2 separate regions of the Mus musculus genome follow, and region 2 is linked to region 1. Evidence: chromatin contacts called from public Hi-C data. All regions are on one chromosome and are shown on one strand. The core of a region is the stretch at or near the end of the contact, and the rest is flanking DNA. Distances in the headings are between cores, read along the strand shown.

The links. A called contact is a pair of places that touch in the nucleus more often than the background predicts.
Region 2: a contact with region 1 is called in a Hi-C map of cortical neurons, with 5 times the contacts expected there. The contact joins two enhancer-like sites. A contact is called at or near these places in 3 of 484 Hi-C or Micro-C datasets (cortical neurons and embryonic fibroblasts).

The regions. Positions count from the first base shown.
Region 1 is chr7:66,931,103-66,936,217 of GRCm38.p6, forward strand. The region is part of intron 7 of Adamts17 (a disintegrin-like and metallopeptidase (reprolysin type) with thrombospondin type 1 motif, 17); the gene reads left to right. Among named protein-coding and RNA genes, the nearest start is that of Gm33627, 94 kb to the left of the region's middle. Within about 2 kb of position 3,114, at least 26 of the 459 cell types and tissues checked have an H3K27ac peak or open chromatin away from gene starts, as enhancers often do. A contact at or near this core is called in cortical neurons, where this site is marked.
Region 2 is chr7:67,617,388-67,622,576 of GRCm38.p6, forward strand. It overlaps Lrrc28 (leucine rich repeat containing 28), which reads right to left. Exons shown (of 10, transcript NM_175124.5): 4 at 1,687-1,724; 5 at 606-743. Among named protein-coding and RNA genes, the nearest start is that of Lrrc28, 25 kb to the right of the region's middle. Within about 2 kb of position 2,699, at least 37 of the 459 cell types and tissues checked have an H3K27ac peak or open chromatin away from gene starts, as enhancers often do. A contact at or near this core is called in cortical neurons, where this site is marked.

The DNA of each region.
Region 1 (5,115 bases), core at 1,864-4,363:
TTCTCCTCCTCCCTCCTTCTTGAGTTCGTCTTCATCTTGAGCCTCACCCTTACTGTTCTGAGTATGACATGTTCTTCCCCTGACATCTCTGGGGCCCACTGTTTCCCTCTTGGTTCTCCATTCAGCCAGCATCCAACAAGTAAGGCCGAAGCAGCCTTTCCACTTCACCCGAAGCTGCCTGACGGCCTCTAGGATGAGAAAGCAAGCCTCCTGGGGTACCGCTGCTGCTCTCCACACTCTCCTGTGTTTCAGCAGCAAGCATGTGAGAGAAGCTACTGTTTATTGGACAAATACATTTGGTTATTGCTATGGGGCTTGTCCTTAAAGGTCCCAAGGCCTGTGCCTTGCAGTCTCAGTTCCCAGCCTGGGGCCCTGTCAGGAATTGGTAGAACTTTTAGAAGATGGGTTCAAAGGAGGAAGCCTGTTTTATGAAGGTAGTGCCCTTGAAGGGGATGTTTGGATTCTGGCCTCTTCCTCTCTCCTTGCTTCCTCTCTGCCATTAGGTGAGAAGGCCTCCTCAGCCATATTGTCCCATGATGATATCCTGTTCTCCACAGGCAACAGGGCCAAGCAATGATAAAGTCAAGCCATGAGCCAGAAATTAAACCTGTTGTTCCTATAAACTGATTGATTTAGGGTTTGTCGCACCAATGGGAAGCTGACTAACACATCTATTTTCATGACAATGACTAAGACAGTGATGGTCTGGTCACCTCCTAGGGACTTTGCAGTCCTTTTTATGATTCTTGCTTTACTGTTTTACAAAAGGACGAGGGAGATAATGTCACAAAAGGTTCTTAATACCATTGTGTATTATAAGTAAAGAAAGTCCAGATTTAACTGACATTTGTCGAATTTTGCTGCCATCTGTGATAGTTAATATTGTCATCCTCACAGAATCTAGAACCTGACAGAATTTATCTAGAAACCCTCTGGGCACTCCCTGAGGGATTTTGTATTCCAAGTTAGTCAGTACAGTCAAGTTAGATATAGATTAGCTTAACTGACTGGGGTAAGAAGACCTGTCCTCTATGGGCAGCACCATGCCCTAGGCTCTGTTCCTAGACTGCATTAAACAGTGAGAGGAAGCCTACCATCCCTGCCTGCTGCCATGTCTGCCCTCACATGGAATGATCACCTAGAACTGCAAGCCACAATAAACCACCCTCTCTCCCTCCCTGAAATTACTTCTTCTCAGGTATTTGCTCACAGGAATGAGAAAAATAATCTAAACATCTTCCCTTTGCTAAAGAAAAGTAGATAGTGTGCCACGAGGCTTAAGAGTGTTCTCTTCCATTTGTGGGACATGAGTAGTCCTCTGCTCTGAAACCTTGGGCAGTTAATTAGTTTAACAGTTCTTAAAATGTCCCTAACCTGGTGTCTCTACCTCAAACACTGCCATGAGGAGTTAGTGGGATCAGACACGGGCACATTGTCTATGTGGATTTATGGGCCAAGTCCTTCCTATTACTCAGGAAACAGGCTTGTGTTGGGGGCAGATGACTTGTACAGTTTACAAAGAAGAACTGAGCAGGGGCAGCCCATGACTTGCTGAGGTGAAACCTTCAGTGCTGAGAAACAGTGGGGAAAGGTAGACATTACCCAATACCTCCCCCCACACACACACAGGTCTATTTTCAGAAGGAAGTTGGCTTGTTGGATGATGTTTAGACCTTGTTGGATGATGTATGACTGGGTAGTCTGGCAGTACAGTACATGAATATAGGTCTCAAGTCACTGTTTAGCCCTCAGACATCCAGAGCTGAGTCCACACCAGGCCTTTAGCCTCATCTCACTTTGGGGAAAGGAATGAGACTTTGAGGGTAGAAGTGGCCACAAAAGCAGTCAGCCTCTGTCTGCTGTGACTCCCTTAGGAGCCAACGGTCCCAGGGAGGTGGATTGCTTTCTAAAACCGGGCCAGTTTTTGTTGGCTCTCCTGAGAAAGCTCCATATCCTGAGATTTATAATGAATCTGGAGCTGCCACGGGCCAGGTACCCCAGCCCTACCCAGTTCTTCTATCTTTCCAGCATAGAACATAAAGTTTCATTACTTCATCTGTACACTCTTAAGAGAATCCAAGTGAGGCCAGGGTCACCCCTATTCATTTTGTGAATCTAGTAAGTTGTAGAATAAGTCTAATTCCTAAGTAAGGTGAAGGCTTGGGACTTAGGCATGGAGACGGAGAAAGAGAAGTGGGCCAGGGGTTTATTCTGCATCTGTGCTCAGCCCTGATTAGGCTCAAAGGCAGGAAAGTGATGAGGACCGAGGAGAGGTCACTCCCCAGGATGGCTGTAAGATGACATCATGCCATCAGGGAGGAATCCCAGGCCAGGAAGCGTGCCTGCATGGTTCAGAAGGAAGCAGCAGACAATAGGAGACCTTTTTGGATGAGATTCCATGAGTTCAGGAAGAGCCCGTGCAGCTGGCCAGCTAAGCAAATGATGCAGAACTGCCTCCAGCCCTAAGACAACCCTGGGCATGCTGGGAAAGGACAGTGTGACAATTGTCCCAGAGAGAGCCTTTTAAATCCCAGTAAGACATAGGTTTACAAAGCCAGGGCAAAAGTGGCTTGCTCACAGGTGGTCTAAGGAGATAGGACCATACTACCAACAGTAATGGCTCGCCTCTTCCTCCCACATCCCTGCAGGGCCCTGTGTATGAGAAGTGCCTGGTGTTGCTGTAAGAAGGTGATTATTGTCTGGGGAGTTCCAGTGGCTGCTGGTTTATGACATAAGAACCTTTGGCACACAGAGAAATGGCCTTTAATGAAATAAGAATAAGCCAAAGAGTGAGACACGAGGGTCACTGCCAAGAGCCATATCTCCAAAGCCTCAATTAAACTTTCCATTGAATTATCTAGTGATAAGTAGACGTGCCTTGAGGATTTCATTGTCTTTGATAAATGGCATGAGTTCAAAACTTAAAGCATCGAGTGCCATAGCATGACAAAGCCCTGGAAATAACGAGGCAAACCATTGCTTCATACAGAGGTACTTCAATTACACCCCAGCCCCCAGTGCTTGTTTTAAAGACTGTTTGGGGTTATTTGTACCCTGGGATGTGCGGGCGTTCAGTCTGCATTCCGTTGGGAAGGGTTTCCAACAACACAGTTCCTTCTGGTGCCAACAGTTTTCAGCACCCGGAGGAAAGGGTGGCTGCCTTCCAAGGCCTACCTTGCTATGTTACTAATCCCCCTCTTCCTCCCTCGTGGACCATTCTTGTCTCCTGGCTGCTGGGAGACAGAATGATGGCTTCCTAATTGGGTCCCCAGGCAGAGTCACAACACCTGTGTCTGGGGGTGTTTCATATAAACAGTGGGCTTTGCATCTGGGGTAAGATGAGTTTCTGTGTTTGTGCATGTGTGGGTGTAGAACTCTATTCCTGTCCCTATCTTTCTCCTGAGCATTCTTGTTATCCATGAGGCACCTTCATGAAAGCAATAAAACCTTGCCTTTAAAACACAGCTCTCCCTACCCACAAGCATTTGCTGAGCTATTGAACTGAAAGCAGTGTTAAATTGTAGCCATTTCTGTCCAGCCCAGTAGTTGGGCCTAAGACAGATGCTATGGAGGTGCGCTAGGCAGCTGGACTCCCTTATCTTTTGGGAACTATGTGGCCGGTATGCTGTTGTTTGACAACCATTCTGATTACAACCTATTCCCTCCCCTGCTTGATCTCGGGAGTGACCATGGGCCTCAGACGCTTCCCTCTGGTAGGTTTGGAATTGATCTCTGCACCTCCCTGTCATAGACTCCTCCTCCAACTCTGTACCAACATCCGAAGAAAGTTACACACAAGGATCTGTTCGTGTCTAGCCTGCCTTCAGCTATAGATACTTGTCTGGTGGACCTTATAGAACCTAGAAGTCACCTTCAGGGAAGGCACTGTGAAGAATGGGTGCCATGCGGGTGGCCTCCACGGGCACCCTCTGAGATATGTTTGTGTTAGTCAACTGTTTTCTCAGTTAAGATGCTCTGCTTATCCCCAAGCTTATACAGGCGTGACCAGGAAGTCTAGTTTGGACAGTTGGAAGTGGAGCACTGTGAGCCGGAGCTGACAAAGGCTGTGCCAGTCCGTCTGCCTGAGCCTGGGATGGGGGCTGGCACGGATAAATGCCTTTTCTCTACCCTGATTCTTTCAGGTGACCTTGTGCAACACTCTAGTGCTAGCCAAGAGAGCAGTGCTCGCCTCTCATCGGAGCAGAGTCCACCTACTCACTGGGCCTTAGTACTCTGACACTAGGAAGGTTCCTTGCCTTTCCTGTTCACTGTCTGTGGGTAAATGAACATGTGTGTGTGTGTGTGTGTGTGTGTGTGTGTGTGTGTGTGTGTGTGTGTGTGTGTTCTGGAACTCACTCTCTAGACCAGGCTGCCAGGCTGGCTTTGAACTCACAAATATTTGTCTGCCTCTGCCTCCTGAGTGCTGAGATTAAAGGCATGCATCACCACTGCCTGGCTCACATTGGTTTTTTTAAATAGAGTCGTTGACCTGGAGCTCACACCGTGCGTGCTGCGTGCGTTAAGCTAGCAGGCTGTGGCCAGTGATCCCTAGGGATCTGCCTACCTTTAACTGCCAGCACTCAGATGGCAAACGCAGGTCCCCACGCCTAGCTTTTTTATGTAGATGCCGAGGACAGACATCAGCTCCTCACCCTTGCTGTCAGGCACTTTAATGGCTGAGCTGTCTCCCCAGTCCCTATCTGGTCTTCAAAGGAAGCTGCTTGCCCTTGGTCAGGTGAGGAGGACTTGGTGTCTGCTTCTCCTGAGACCCCGCTGGTGTGTATGTTTTCTGGTATGGGGTGGCAGCATCAACTGAATGTGTGTTCCCTTGTGGAAAATTGCGTAGTTCTGTGTAACCGAGGAGCTAACAGTCCAGGAGAGTCTTCTCAGTTTAGTGGGAAAAGCTTTGCTCTAGTTTCGAATCCACAGCCCCTCTGCCTATGGGAAAACTGGGTACCAGCTTTTAAACTATACAATAAGGAAGCAAAGGCCACTGAAATGAACGTGGTTGTCCCAGAGGCCTGGATGTCAGCAGAAATTCCAAGGCTGGAATTTTCAAGGGAAGGCACAGACAAGCCGCTCACTACATGGTGGAATTGGAGCAGTGGCCTGTGG
Region 2 (5,189 bases), core at 1,449-3,948, 690 kb after region 1:
ACATGCTCGGCAAGCACTCTACCAACTGAACTACATTTCCAGCACCCTATTACACATGTGTTAGCATCAAACACGAAAACTATCCCTGTTGCGACATTTTCTGGGCAATCTTCAAAAAGAGCATCTAACTCGCTGGATGTTTAAACAGAGAACTTGGAAGTTGGAATGATCAAACCCTGCAAAATAATGTTCTTCACTGACCTGAAAGTTCCTGCATTGAATATAGTTGGTAGCAGTATGAGGTTAAATATTATTTAAGTTTTTAATTAATACTATTTTTACAAAAAGACACCTTAAGCGTCCAAATTTACTCACATTCTTTGATGTGAAATTCAGAGCCAACAGCTCTTCACACAATCACCTTGCCCAGCAGTGAGAAGAGTGATGAGCGGACACTCATCAAAACCCCAGCAGTGGCCCCAAAACACACACACACTATCCTCTCACATTTACACCGGGTTCTCAGAACGCTTGGTCAGGTTTCACCTACAGTCCTTCGTTCCATCCTTAAACAGATACTTGTAAATACATCTAACACCAGCTGCTGGTGTGCACGGTACTGAAAACAGATTCCGGACACACAGAAACTATACAGTCAGGGTTACCTGGAGGTAGGAACTGTAGCTGGTTATTAGCTAATCGAAGATGACGCAACGCTCTCAGACCACCGATTTCTGGGCAAACGATCTCTAAGGCATTGTCACTGAGATCCAGACACTGGAGTTTCACGAGGGACCCGATGGCTTCAGGGAGAAAAGGAAGGGAGAAGCAGAATGAGTGTGACTCAGTGTTCCTAGGCGAACGCTTCGCTCTTGACTCTGTCTTTCACTCACAGGACTTGAAAATGAAGTTATTAAAGTGGAAAGCATCTCTTGAGATAAAATTAACTTAAGAACAAGTAAAAACATTAACACAATGGGGGAATGTGCGACTAAATAAAGAATTTGAAGATGAACCCAGCTGGGGTGGTCCTGGGAGGCTGAAGCAGGAGAGTAGTTTGAAGCCAGCAGGGAGACACAGGAGCCCACCTCAGATGGCATCACTAAGAGCAGGGTCTGGGAAGTGGCTCAGCTGCTTAAGTGCTTGTCTTGCCAGCAAGGAAACCTGAGCCCAGACCCTAAAACCCTACATTTAAAAAGCTCTGCAGCACATGCCTGTAACCAGAGCTGGGGACGCAGCAGCACATGCCTGCAACCAGAGCTGGGGGCGCAGAGAGGGTCTAGGTTGACCCTGCTTGGTGAGTACCAGACCAGGGGAGATTTCCCTCAAAAAAAAGACATCTGAGGAACAAGTTACAAAGTGGTCCTCTGCTACCCTCTTCCCACACACTCCCTCCCCACAACACCCCCCCATAAGAATTTTAAAGAATCTATTATTTTATATGTAACTAAATTCTTAGTTAATTGCACCAAGTACTTAGTTTACTATTTCCCAACAGCAGTTTGTCTAGTAATTTTCCTGGCCATTTATTGTCTTATTAGATGTCTCCATTTAATCTGTCTTAGCTGGACTTACATTTTAAAGCAAATAAATTGAAAGTCCTTTAAATTAAAATTCCCTAACTTACCAACCAAAATAGGTTTAAGGAGCTAGAGATAGAAAGACAGGGTCCGGGGCTCATCAAATTTTTATAAAGCAAAATATAAATGACACTGTTTTCAAACTAAGAATTATAAGTATGCTTACCTTCTGGAACCACAACTATGTTATTTGAGTGAAGGTACCTGTGACAAAAGGAGGGGAAAGTTGCTGTCATTATTCAGTATTTTGTCAGATAACCAGCTAATACAAGCTCTGTTTGAAAACTTATCAAATATAAGCAAAACTTCCAAAACACACAGACATAACAACAGCTAATGCTTTGAGAGTAATATGCTAAATAACAAATATTAAATATATCTTCTGATTTAGTCATTTTAAAATCATTAATATAAAAAAATCATAAGGTATTTAACCTCATTAAAAAATTTCTAGTTCCATAGGCTGGAGAGACGGCTCAGAGGTTACTCCAGATTCCCGTTCAATTCTCAGCAACACCATGTGATATTTTATAACCACCTTCAGTTAGATGTAAGGCCCTCTTTTGGTGTGCAAGCATACATGTAGGCAGAACACACTATATATAGTAAATAAATAAATCTTTTTTAAAATTACTAGTACATCTAGTTCATTAAATTATTTAGGTTTTCAGAAATATATTTACTGTGTAAAGAAAAATCAATACCTATTGTGTAAAAGGAAAGATCAGTTTTAGTTTCTAAACAGTAAAAGTGGACTGAAGACAATTCTAACTGGCTCAGCTAGCCATTAAGAGAGAGCACTTGTTCTTACAGGGTCCCAGCACCCACTTGGTGCCTCCTAACCGTCTATAATTCCAATTCCAGAAAACAAGCACCCTTTTCTTCACTACACAGGCCCTAGGTGTGCATATGGCACGTACATACTTGCAGGGAAAATACCCAAACAAAATAATCTTTAAAACAAAACAAACAGAAAACTCTTAAAGATGTCTCTAGTTGGCATGCTTACTGTAACCCAAGAATAGAGATTAGATGTTCACTAACGTCTCCGCAGAAATACTCAGATGCCAAGACACAGAAATCTGACTTCTCAGCAGCAGAAGTCTTCTTTAAAAAGACCTACAAGTCCAGGCTTGTCTAAGTCATCAACACTTTCCCACTGAAGCATCTTTGGCACACTCTGGTGGGGACTCCAGGTACCATCTGAAACTATATATATTCAGAGCTACATGCCATGACTGCCAGAGATCGTACAGTAAAAATAAAATCAGTAATAAAACTGATTTTCTTGTGAGGTAGGACAACTCGATTTTAGAACACTTGATTTCAAACCAGCCAATTTATTGTAGGTAAAAAAATAAATCCCCAAAGTATTTTAAAATATAACTTAGAAATTTTCTTTCATGTTTTGACTATCTTTAGTGAGTGCTAAAATGTCAGTAAGAACAGAATTATAAAAGCAGAAAAATTGTGAAGGCTTTTTTTATGCCGAATTAAACCAGTGCTGTACAGAATGTTAACCTGTGGGTTCTGAAATCAGCTAAGACCAGACACACTCAGATGTGAGATTTTTTTCTTCCAGGAAATACCTAAGGGCTTTTCACTAATGACTCTAAGGTTTGAAACCAGCTTTTCAAAAGATACTATGAAGAGAAGCGACCAGGCTGTCTGACAAGATCACATCCTCAGGAGAAGACAAGGAAAGCTGAGGAGAAACAAGCACCCCTGCCATGCCACTTGGCCACCAAGCATTCCCTCTCCTTCCTTCCATGTTCCATCACCACTGGCTGACAGAGGAGAGACCTGAGCCTAGAGTGTCTGCTCTTCTTGACAGTCAATCAAGCAACAAAGCCTTTTCTTTTGGCAAAAGCTGCAGTCATAGGACTGGCTTCTGTGTTTGCCAGGAAGTAAGCCTTCACTTGATAACTATGTGACACAATTTAACCAAGTGTGCACTCTAAAACTCATTCTTCACTCTGTGTATATGAATTGATTACACATTTTGAACTCAATACTTTGGAAACATTCTTTTTTTTTGGTTTTTCGAGACAGGGTTTCTCTGTATAGCCCTGGCTGTCCTGGAACTCACTTTGTAGACCAGGCTGGCCTCGAGCTCAGAAATCCGCCTGCCTCTGCCTCCCGAGTGCTGGGATTAAAGGCGTATGCCACCATGCCCAGCTCCTTTGGAAACATTCTTGTTCAAGGTCATTTGTGCCAAAAAACTGTAAATCAATGTGCAGGTACACTCACTACAGTATGTAAATATGAACAGATGCCATCACATAAAAATCACAAAAAAAAAAGAGTACCCATTATTATGACTGAAACTTAACAACACATTTTAATACACTAATGTGTCTATATTAAAATAAAGATGCTATATACCACTAGAGTGTTCCTGATCCTAACTACACATTGGAACTATCAGGGTCTCCAAAAGATCACTCATTTGTGCACTAAGTACAATGCAATCCCAATTCCACAAATCATTTTAGGAGACAACAAACTGAGAGTCCACGTGGAACAGGCAGCAAGCCCTTTCTTAGTAACTGGGTGACAGGTCCCCCAGAGCACCCCACTGCCTTTATTGAACCTTCATAGTCACATACAGTCACAAAAGAGCATGATGGCCCGTGTCTGGGGGACTAGAGGACGGATGTATGGAGCTAGTTTTCATATTTTGCTGAAATACGGCCAGAAATCAAATTCATACTAGTACACATACCACTTAAGGGTACAGTCACTTTGGCAAATGACTTGGTCTTTTTGTGTTATTTTATAATCAACTGAAACAAAGTGTTATTCACTATGTTAACATCAATGTTTTAGTGTTGACAAATGTCCCATGGAACTCATGTTAACCCAGGGGAAACGGGGTGAGGGGTATACCAGAACAGCCTGTGCTATCTTTACAACTTCCCTGTAACCATGAAACATACACTACAGTAAAAAGCTCTCTTCTTAATTGAAGGAACAGGACTTCCACTTCTAGACATAATGAGTAACAGGGACCAGACTGACCTGCCTGCTATAAACAAGGGAAAGCCAGATGGGATCTATGAAACAACTATTTTCAGACAGTGACAACAGGTGACAAAGACTATATTTCCAAAAAAAAAAAAAAAAAGAACTAGCAAGGCAAGTAGGGAGATTCTGAACTATGGAATAGGAAGAGAATTCCTAGGTTATGGGGCCTCTATCAGGACTGAAGCAGTTAGCAGCCAAGGGGAATGGCTTCAGGAAACAATGGAACTACTCCCCGACTCCCCACCCCCGAAAAACAGCTCCAGTAACTTAAAAGATCCCATAACCCTTTGCTGAATTCAATAAAACGCACATGCATAAGAGAAACAGGGCAAAACAAAACAAACAAACAACAACCAGGCAAACAACCAAAACAGGAGAAAAGCTATCAGCTGAACAGCACACAAAGCTCTCTGGACCAAGAGGCATACATTCCAGTGCACTGCCAAGCCCTGCCCTTACCCAGGCCAACCAGAGAAAGCCTAGAGAGGCCTTTGCAAGAGAGCTAACCTATCCTTAGATCTGAGATTGCTCCTAGTCTAAGCAAACCATATAAGAACCAAACACAAATGCCAGCAAACACAGCAAAAACAAAAAAGAAAAGAAAATACATTACTATGTAAGATTTATAAAACTCACCATCCA